Regions from separate parts of the Mus musculus genome. Here regions 1 and 3 are each linked to region 2. The links are chromatin contacts, called in public promoter capture Hi-C maps. All regions are on one chromosome and are shown on one strand. Each heading gives the region's core, a stretch centred on a gene start, on an enhancer-like site or on the middle of the called end of the contact. The rest is flanking DNA. Distances are from core to core; before and after follow the strand shown.

What was found. Promoter capture Hi-C pulls out the DNA fragments that hold promoters and counts their contacts.
Region 1: a promoter capture Hi-C map of liver shows a contact between it and region 2, with 5 times the contacts expected there. The contact joins the promoter of Foxc1 here to the promoter of Serpinb1b in region 2. A contact is called at or near these places in 4 of 39 promoter capture datasets (cranial neural crest, frontonasal cranial neural crest, liver and 1 more) and 2 of 484 Hi-C or Micro-C datasets (cardiomyocytes and palatal mesenchyme).
Region 3: a contact with region 2 is called in a promoter capture Hi-C map of hippocampal neurons, with 3 times the contacts expected there. The contact joins the promoter of Psmg4 here to the promoter of Serpinb1b in region 2. A contact is called at or near these places in 2 of 39 promoter capture datasets (hippocampal neurons and stem cell-derived epiblast-like cells).

What each region holds. Positions count from the first base shown.
Region 1 is chr13:31,805,244-31,807,943 of GRCm38.p6, reverse strand. Foxc1 (forkhead box C1) reads right to left here and starts at 1,298. Exons shown (of 1, transcript NM_008592.2): 1 at 1-1,298. The coding sequence starts at 736.
Region 2 is chr13:33,082,853-33,085,552 of GRCm38.p6, reverse strand. It overlaps Serpinb1b (serine (or cysteine) peptidase inhibitor, clade B, member 1b), which reads right to left and starts at 1,450. Exons shown (of 7, transcript NM_173052.2): 1 at 1,336-1,450; 2 at 100-275. The coding sequence starts at 267.
Region 3 is chr13:34,161,557-34,164,256 of GRCm38.p6, reverse strand. Psmg4 (proteasome (prosome, macropain) assembly chaperone 4) reads right to left here and starts at 1,293. Exons shown (of 3, transcript NM_001101430.2): 1 at 1,008-1,293. The coding sequence starts at 1,181.

The DNA.
Region 1 (2,700 bases), core at 49-2,548, 1.3 Mb after region 2:
CAGCCGGGGACAGGGGCTGGGGAGGCGAGGGACACGTACCGTTCTCCGTCTTGATGTCCTGGATGCGCACGGGCGGCGGCTGTGGCCCGGGAGCGGAGCCCTCGGCCTGCTCCGGGGGCGCGGGCGCGGGCTGGCGGCCGGCCTGCGGCGGTGGCGGTTCTTGGAGGTGCAGCCGGCCCTTCTCCTCCTTGTCCTTCACTGCGTCCTTCTTCTTGAAGCGCCGCCGCCGCCGCAGGAAGCTGCCGTTCTCGAACATGTTGTAGGAGTCCGGGTCGAGCGTCCAGTAGCTGCCCTTGCCTGGCTTCTTGTCGTCGCGGGGCACCTTGACGAAGCACTCGTTGAGCGAGAGGTTGTGCCGTATGCTGTTCTGCCAGCCCTGCTTATTGTCCCGATAGAAGGGGAAGCGGTCCATGATGAACTGGTAGATGCCATTCAGAGTGATCTTCTTGTCCGGGGCATTCTGGATGGCCATGGTGATAAGAGCGATGTAGCTGTAGGGCGGCTTCACCATGTCCTTGGGCTGCGGCTGCGGCGTATAAGGCCCGTAGGCGCGCGCCATGCTGCCCGGGTACTGCTCGGCGTGAGCAGGGTGCGAGTACACGCTCATAGGGGCCGGCATGGCGGTGTAGCCGCCCCCGGCCGCCGCCGCGGCAGCGCGATAGTAGCTCTGCTCGCCGCCGAGGTAGGGCACCACTCCCAGGGAGTTGGGGCTGGACACCGAGTAGCGCGCCTGCATGGCCCCGGCTCGCCGCCGCCAGGCGCAGCCCGCCGCCCCCCACCCTCGCTCGGGCCGGGCCGCGCCGCACCGGCCGCCGAGTCCGAGTCCGGGCCGCGCCGAGCTACCGCGGGCCCCTCCGCGCTGCGTCTGTCCCGGCCGCGGCCGCCTCCTTGCGCCCTGGGCCGCTCGGCCTCTCCCTGCGCTCGCCTGGCGCCTCGCAGCCCACTCAGTTCCCGCGCGGGCGGCGAGGGAGGGTCGCTGCACCCGGAGAGGGCCAGACCAGGACGCTGCAAGCCGCCTCGGAGGAACGTTCGGATCAACTTCCAGGCGCAGTCGGGGCAAAAAAAGAGACAAAAGTTAAAAAAAAATTAAAAAAAAAAAAAAACAAAAACAAATAAAAAAAATAAGGCGCCCTGCTCGCCACTGCCTGCGCCTTCCAGGAGACACTGCTCGGGGCTGCTGGCTAAGGCGGCCAAATAACCAGGGGCGGGGGCAGCGCGCCGGCCGCCTTCCCGGGCCCCCGCGTCACCTTTTCTCAGTCTCTTGCGCCGGCCGCTTAAGGAAGCATTGGGAAAACTTCTGAACTTTTGAGCATCCGTCACCCAGGCGAGGACTTTTTTACGCAGTTACATTTTTTTCCGGGCAGGGGAGCCCCGCCCCACTACGGAGGCGGCAGCCAATGGGAGGCGAGAGACGCCTGTGAATGAGCCAGCGGCCGAGCTCTGCCGGCCCGCTCCTGGCGGCTGGAGGACCGCGGGGCTGACCACACGCGCGCCGGCTGCCCGGGCCCGGCGCCCGCGCCCCTGCCCGCAGCCCGCGCTCGGTCCTCCCACCGCACCCACCCACTCACTCCCAGACTCTGCGGTTCTCCCGGTCTGCGGACTTTCGGAGTCCTCACCGGCCCGGAGACCCTTCCTGCGTCCACTGTTCCCAGGCCTCCACGGAGCCCTCGAGTCACACAGGATCTGCCTCAGTCCTTACTCTACCGTGCTGTCTCCAGCGCCGGGAGTTTCTCCGTCCTTTCCAGCCCTCCGCCCATCCCTTGTCCTCTCCTTTCCGAATATCCCTCTCCCTGCTATCACCGGTCACACCAACATCACATTTGCTCTCCACAGGCAGGTTCTCCAGTCCGACTTTAGGTTACCAAGGCTGTTACAGCCGCCGGGGTTCCAGTGAGGAAGAAGATGGTATTTCGGTGCCTCGCCCCACTCCCTGCTAGCAGTAAGCGGAGGGGATAGAAACTTGGAACTTCAAACGTGTGTTAAGCTGATGGAATGTGTAGGCCACATTGAGGAGCACGGGGTTCACAGGCGTTCCAGGGCTTAAAAGAGCTAGAGAGTTCGGGCTAAGAGGACTCCAGAAGTTTCCTCGACAAACCATGCGTTGCCCCTCTGTCCTGACCAGTACATTTTGGCTCGTAGGGGCAGTTAAGTTCAAAAGAGCTCGGTGACATTAGTAGTTGTGGTGAAGCAGAGTCAGGTAAATATCCCCAAGAACTTAAGGCTTCCCCCAGCCACTCTCAGCCTCTACCCATTCCAGGGCAGCTGTCTCACAGAGTCTGAGTTGGAGGAAGTGTTCAGAATTGCACCTACAAGGCGGCTTAAAGATTTTGAAGAGATAAGCCCCGAATGATCCTAGATATTCCGTGATTAAACCTCAAGGCTGCAGCCTCTGGGTGACTAGAACAGGATGGGTAGAGATGGGGGTGGGGGGGCGGTATTGGAGGATCTGAGAGGATAGGCCTCCCTCTGACTGAAAAACAACCCTGTATTTCAGCAACTGGTCCAGAAAAAAAAAATCTGACAGAGTGGGCACCAGGTCGTTTGCTAGAAGATGGGTTTGAGAGAAACACTGTGAAAAAGTGTTTGTGAATATTTTTCACCTCGGTTCCTCCGATTTCTGGTAATCTTTAACGCTAGGACTTGCTGGGAGTCAAAAGGTTTACCGACTTGAACCTTCTTTCCCTCACTAACACACACACA
Region 2 (2,700 bases), core at 201-2,700:
AGAGGGATTAGGAGGAGGGGAGGGCTTTTGTGAAAGTCTGACTGCACCATGTCAGCAGAGATATGGCAGGGAGAGCTGGCCAGTTTGGCCTCTGCTAACCTTAGAGAGCTGGGCTGCAGTGCTGCCTTTGGCTCCCAGAAAGACCATGGCCAAGGAAGAAGAAATACTAAATGGAGAGAAGAAGATGTTTCCTGTGGGGCTGCTTTCCTTCAGTGTGTGGAACAGCTCCAAGGTGAAGAGGGTGTTCGCTGAACTCAGCTGCTCCATGGTGAAGGCTGCAACAGACAGGAGATCAGCTTTGCCAGCTACAACACTACCAACACCTATCACAGCTTTGCCACCCACCCCTAGCACCTGCAGTAGGTTAATCCGGCTCCCTCCAATTTTTCCAAAGAGGCAAGAATACTCCTCTAGGCACACAAAGCTGGGGCCAGATATGAGCAGTGACATGGCCCAGGGCCAAGGTTGTCTTATGGCTCTAACTTTCTAGACAGGTGTGTCTTAGGAGAAATTATGCTGGTGGTCCTGGCACAGTGCCCACACTACACAGCCTTCTGTCTGGAGCTCACACATCTCTCTCCCTGTGGGATGTCAGGTTCGAATTCATCTGTGCAATGAATCCAGAAAACCATATGGACCTACTCTGCATACAGGAGAATTCTCGTAAGATAACAATGTTATCATATTAGTTCTCAGTGGTTACAGTCCTCCATGCCTGAGGTCAAGGCTTTAGTCTCAGCTGGAATGAAATATGCAAATTTGGGTTTGCCACTCACTCTCCCTAGTCAGGCTATGGGTGACAGGGAAGAGAGACACTCTCCTGTGTCTATTTGGAAGGAAGCTGGTCCCTGAAGTGGGTAAGCAAGTCCTGCTTGGGACTCACTCCTAATCCATCTGGATCCTAAACTCAGAACTCCAGTTTGTCCAAGTACAGGCCATTCACAGCTGTGTATCTGTGGATGTTTAGCTACCAGGGCTACATCCAGTTATCATTTTTGAGGATCTAGGATCTCACCAGCTTCCTTCCCAACCTCCATCCCTGCAGCCAGGATTGAAGCTATGGAGCAGCAGGGCACTGTCCTCTCAGATAGAGGTTCAAAAAGCAAGCTGAGGGGAAAAACAAAAGCAAAACCATGACTGGGACAGCCTTCCTTCCTCTGGCCAAAGGCTTGGCTTTGGATGTGGCTGGGGAACCACATCGCCTTTCTTGGTCTGGTGTCACAACTAGGGTGAGGGTGAGGCATGGGGAGAGCATGCAGGTCCCAGGAGGACGTGCAGAGAGGTCTCCCACCCTCTTGCCAACCACCTTCCTGGGATGCTGCCCATGGCCCTTACCTCCTCTGTAGCAGCTCTGGCTCCACTTGCTAGAGACCTAGGAAGAAGCTCCCAAGGCCAGCTGCAGCCTTGACTCTGAAAGGAGAGTGTCTTACTGGCAAGCACAAGCTGGGAAGAGAGCTTTTTCTCCCCTGGTGAGTACTTAAAACTGTGCTTGCATGACTGACAAAATGAAAGCAGAAGATTGCAAGCGCCCACAGGGATCCATGTTCCTCCATTCCAGGCTATGCTCTACTTCTCCAAGCAGAGTACTTGATAAATTACTCCTTCCTGAGCTGTGAAAAGCCGAGAGGAAAAACATTCTCATTACCAATCAAATGATTCCTTTTTGAATTCCACTGAAAGACTGCAAAAATGCTAGAGATCCTTTTTTGTAAGGTGTGTGCATGGGGGTGTAGAGGCACCTTTGTGGCCCCTTGAATAAGGTCACAGTGCTCCAGTTTCTAGCTACACCTATGTATGAGAGAGAGAGAGAGAGAGAGAGAGAGAGAGAGAGAAGGAAGAGGAGGAGGAGGAAGAGGAAGAGGAAGAGGAGGAGGAGGAGGAGGAGGAGGAAAAAAAGTCCTTTATGTTGGGTTCCAAAGAAGCAACTGGCTAACTGTGGTACCTATTAGCACACCAAAATTCATTCTGGCTTCTATCTTCCATCAGTACCTGTAGCTCTTCTCAGTTTTTCTCACCTCTCCCCTGAACTAAACATCTCCTCCCTGGGGCCCTGGCTACTCTTCTGCAAGCTTCTCTTTCCTATGTAACCCTGCCATTTTTGGCCATTTGCTCTCTTGGCTATCTTGATTCTCTTCGCTCTTGGTCCCTTCTCCTGGTCCCCTCCCCTCTCACATCTTTTTCTCTCCTTTCCCCCATCACCTGGTGCAGTCTACTAACCATGTTTATCCCACATGGAACATGACCTCATCTCATTCACTTTACTGACCACTGCAGCCCAGTAAGGGTAATCACATTCTGTACAAACCTGACAGTTCTGGTAGTGTCTCCCATTACCATGAATGATCAGGTGGCCCTGCTAGTACTGAGTGGACTGAGCATCTGGAATCCCTGTTTCTTTTAGCCACCATTGGTATTCCTTAAAGGAAGGCGTCAGAGGAGGCTTCTTCACCAAGGCAGGGTCAGAGCTCCCATTTGGGCCACTGGAAGAACAGAGCTACAAGCAACCCCAAGATGTGTGCTCTAAAGAGCAGAGGTGGAAGAATGGCTGGCACACCAAAGCATGGTAGTCAGGAAGCTGTCCTGTCCAGCTCTACAGCCAAGCTTATTGTCCCTCAGCACTGCTGCAGGGCACTTCCTTCTGCTGCAAGTGCAGGGTTTGATGTGCATGCGCCCTAGTCAAATAGTGTCATCCCACTAGCA
Region 3 (2,700 bases), core at 44-2,543, 1.1 Mb before region 2:
ACTTCAGAGGCCAGTACTACTGGAATAACTGGGCAGGGAAGAACACTAAGAAGCAACAGGCCCTGTGGGGATCACTAGAAACTCAGTATCATACTCTGAATTCATCTCAAAGGGTCTTTAGCAGAGGAATGGCAATCCCTGATCTATCTTATTGTTTTATCTTTTTGCTTATATGTAGTGTGTATGGTATGCATGCATACGTGCATGCATGTTCCTAAATTTGGGTGCATATATATGCATGTGCCCCCCACACAAAGTGAGCTCATCCGAGGGTAAGGTAAGTCCTTCATCCAATATGAGTGGTGTGTTCAAGGAAGAGATGAGGACAGGCAGTTTAACTCAGTGGTGGAGCATTTGCATAGCACATGCAAAGCTTTGGATTCAACCCCCTATCCTGGAGATGGAGAGGCTCTGGGCACGTGACCTGTGAGAGAAAGAAAGGCCAAAGACAGCCAGAGAGCACTCAGAATAGGTAGAGTTGCCCATACAGAGATGAAAGGTCACAGAAGGGGAAGGTTTGAGTTTGTTGGTCAAGTACCTATCAGACACTCAAATCTAAGCTCCAAGTTCAATACAAAAGTTGTCTAAACCCAATGTAAAATGTAAAACGTAGCACGCGCACATGTCAGGAAGCTGGTGCAAGGAGAGCCGATGTTCTGGTGAGCTCAGAGCTCAGGGGCTGGGATGAGTTCCCTTTAAGGTGGTCCACGTGTGGGTTGACTCCGGGGTTCCCGCAAGTCAAGAAGCAGCCCTAGGAGACTCCAGCCTGAGGTGTTCAGAATAGGACCCCAGGGCACACTGAAGCTCCTCAAGAATGTCTCTCAGGGCCGCATGCGACCAGCCTCACTCCCACTGGTCTCTCTCCTCCCAAACCCTTCTTAGCGGTCCCCACCCTCTACCCCAGATCCTTCACCTTGAGGTCCACCGGTCCCCCCAACCCCACCCCCAACTACGGCTAGGCCCCGCCCCCAGATCGCCATCAAGTTCCTGGCCCCGCCCACACTCACGTAGCGGCTGCACATGGCCACTGCGAGGTTGCGTAGATGCGGCGTTGCTCCCACCCACAGGAAGAGCGAATCCGTCAGCCGCATGACATGAAAGTGGACCAGCTGCTCCCACAGCCTTGCACTGAAGTTGTGAAGCGACACGTCCGCGTCCGCAGCGGCCCGAGACTCCTCCATCCCGCCAGCCACCGGGCCACAGCACCGAGACCGGGCAGGCGCGGGCTCCCAGACCAGAGAGAGCGAGCTCCGAAAAGCGGAACGCTCTTTCACTTTCAGATGCGCGCGCCGAGGTGGGGTGGGGCGAGCATGAGTGGGCGGGGCCTAGAACAGGGCCTCCGCCTGCTCTAGCCTGGTACCTTCAGCCTCGCCTAGGAGTCTGCCAGCGATCTCTAGGAACCCACTGAACTACCTCTGTCCTTTTTCCTTCTTCCCAGGAGCGCATGTTAGTGGACTGAAACCACTCTCAGCATCTTCCTTTGCCCAGACACGGACACAATTTGAGCGCTTTAGCAGCCACCACCTCCCAGGCCCACCTCTGCAAGTCTCTAACCTAGCTAACATAATTTAACAGCAATGATCCTGGGAGAAAGCTGTAAAAAAGAACTGCATAGACCATGGCGGGAGGACAGGGTCTTCAGAGACAGGCAGGCACACCCTGAGCTGCTATCATGTAAAGCTCGGGTCTTGATCTAACCCTTTAACTTCTCTGTCTCTCTTTCCTCGAGTACAAAATGGAAATATGAGTAGGGAGCCTTTAAGATTTGAGAAAGAATGTGAGAGAGGGAAGCCCTGTGGAGGGTGGTGATATATCTGCCCTGGGACCCTTTAATTTTAATTACTGGGACACTAAAGTGTTTGGAATGAGTCCCTTGGTGGGTTGAGAGGCGTAAAAACTTGCCCGGTTTGTCAAGCTTTTTACAGTAGACTTGGAGACTCTAGGAACTGCAAAGAGTCTGCTTAAATTTCCTGTAACTCTTAGTGGATCAAATTGAGATTTAAAATGTGATGTGATTTGAGTATGGTTTGGGACCCTCCGAGGATCCACTGTGAGATGTCTTAGTCCCCAAGGGAGATAGATTATGGAATATCATGGGAGATCAGGGGATAGGCCCTGTCTGGAAGACCCAAGTCACTGAGGAAAAGGAAATATTCCTGTGATAGAGCTCCTGAGGTATTACTATAAAAGCAACAAGCCCAGCCTTTGTGGTTAATATTGTTGGGGGTTGGGGGGAGGGGGTTACTACACCCCCTTGTTACCTTTAAATATCTATTGGGGGTTTCTACCCCACTTCAGACCATATCATTACCAGATAAAAGATACAGAAACATTTAGATTTATAATAAGCTTAAAAGCACTAGAGCTAGGCAGATATCAGCCCTCTATGCTATATTACCTATTTTCTTATGGTGATCCCAGAGATGTCACTGGCCATGTTCAGCCTGGGCCATTCCTACTCCATCAGGCTGGTCCTCTTGACCATGTGCCCATGATCTACCAACACCATGGTGACCTCCTTCCTTCTTCCTCTCTCTTCCACCTCATCCTTATCTCAGACCCCAAGCCCAGAATCCATTTTTCCACCCACTCTGTTCTGCCTAGCCTTGTCTGTAGGCATCTTTATTGGCCAATCAGGAATAAGTTGGGGGGCAAGCTTTACATCATTTGGTACAGGAGGATCTCATCAGGAGGCATCCA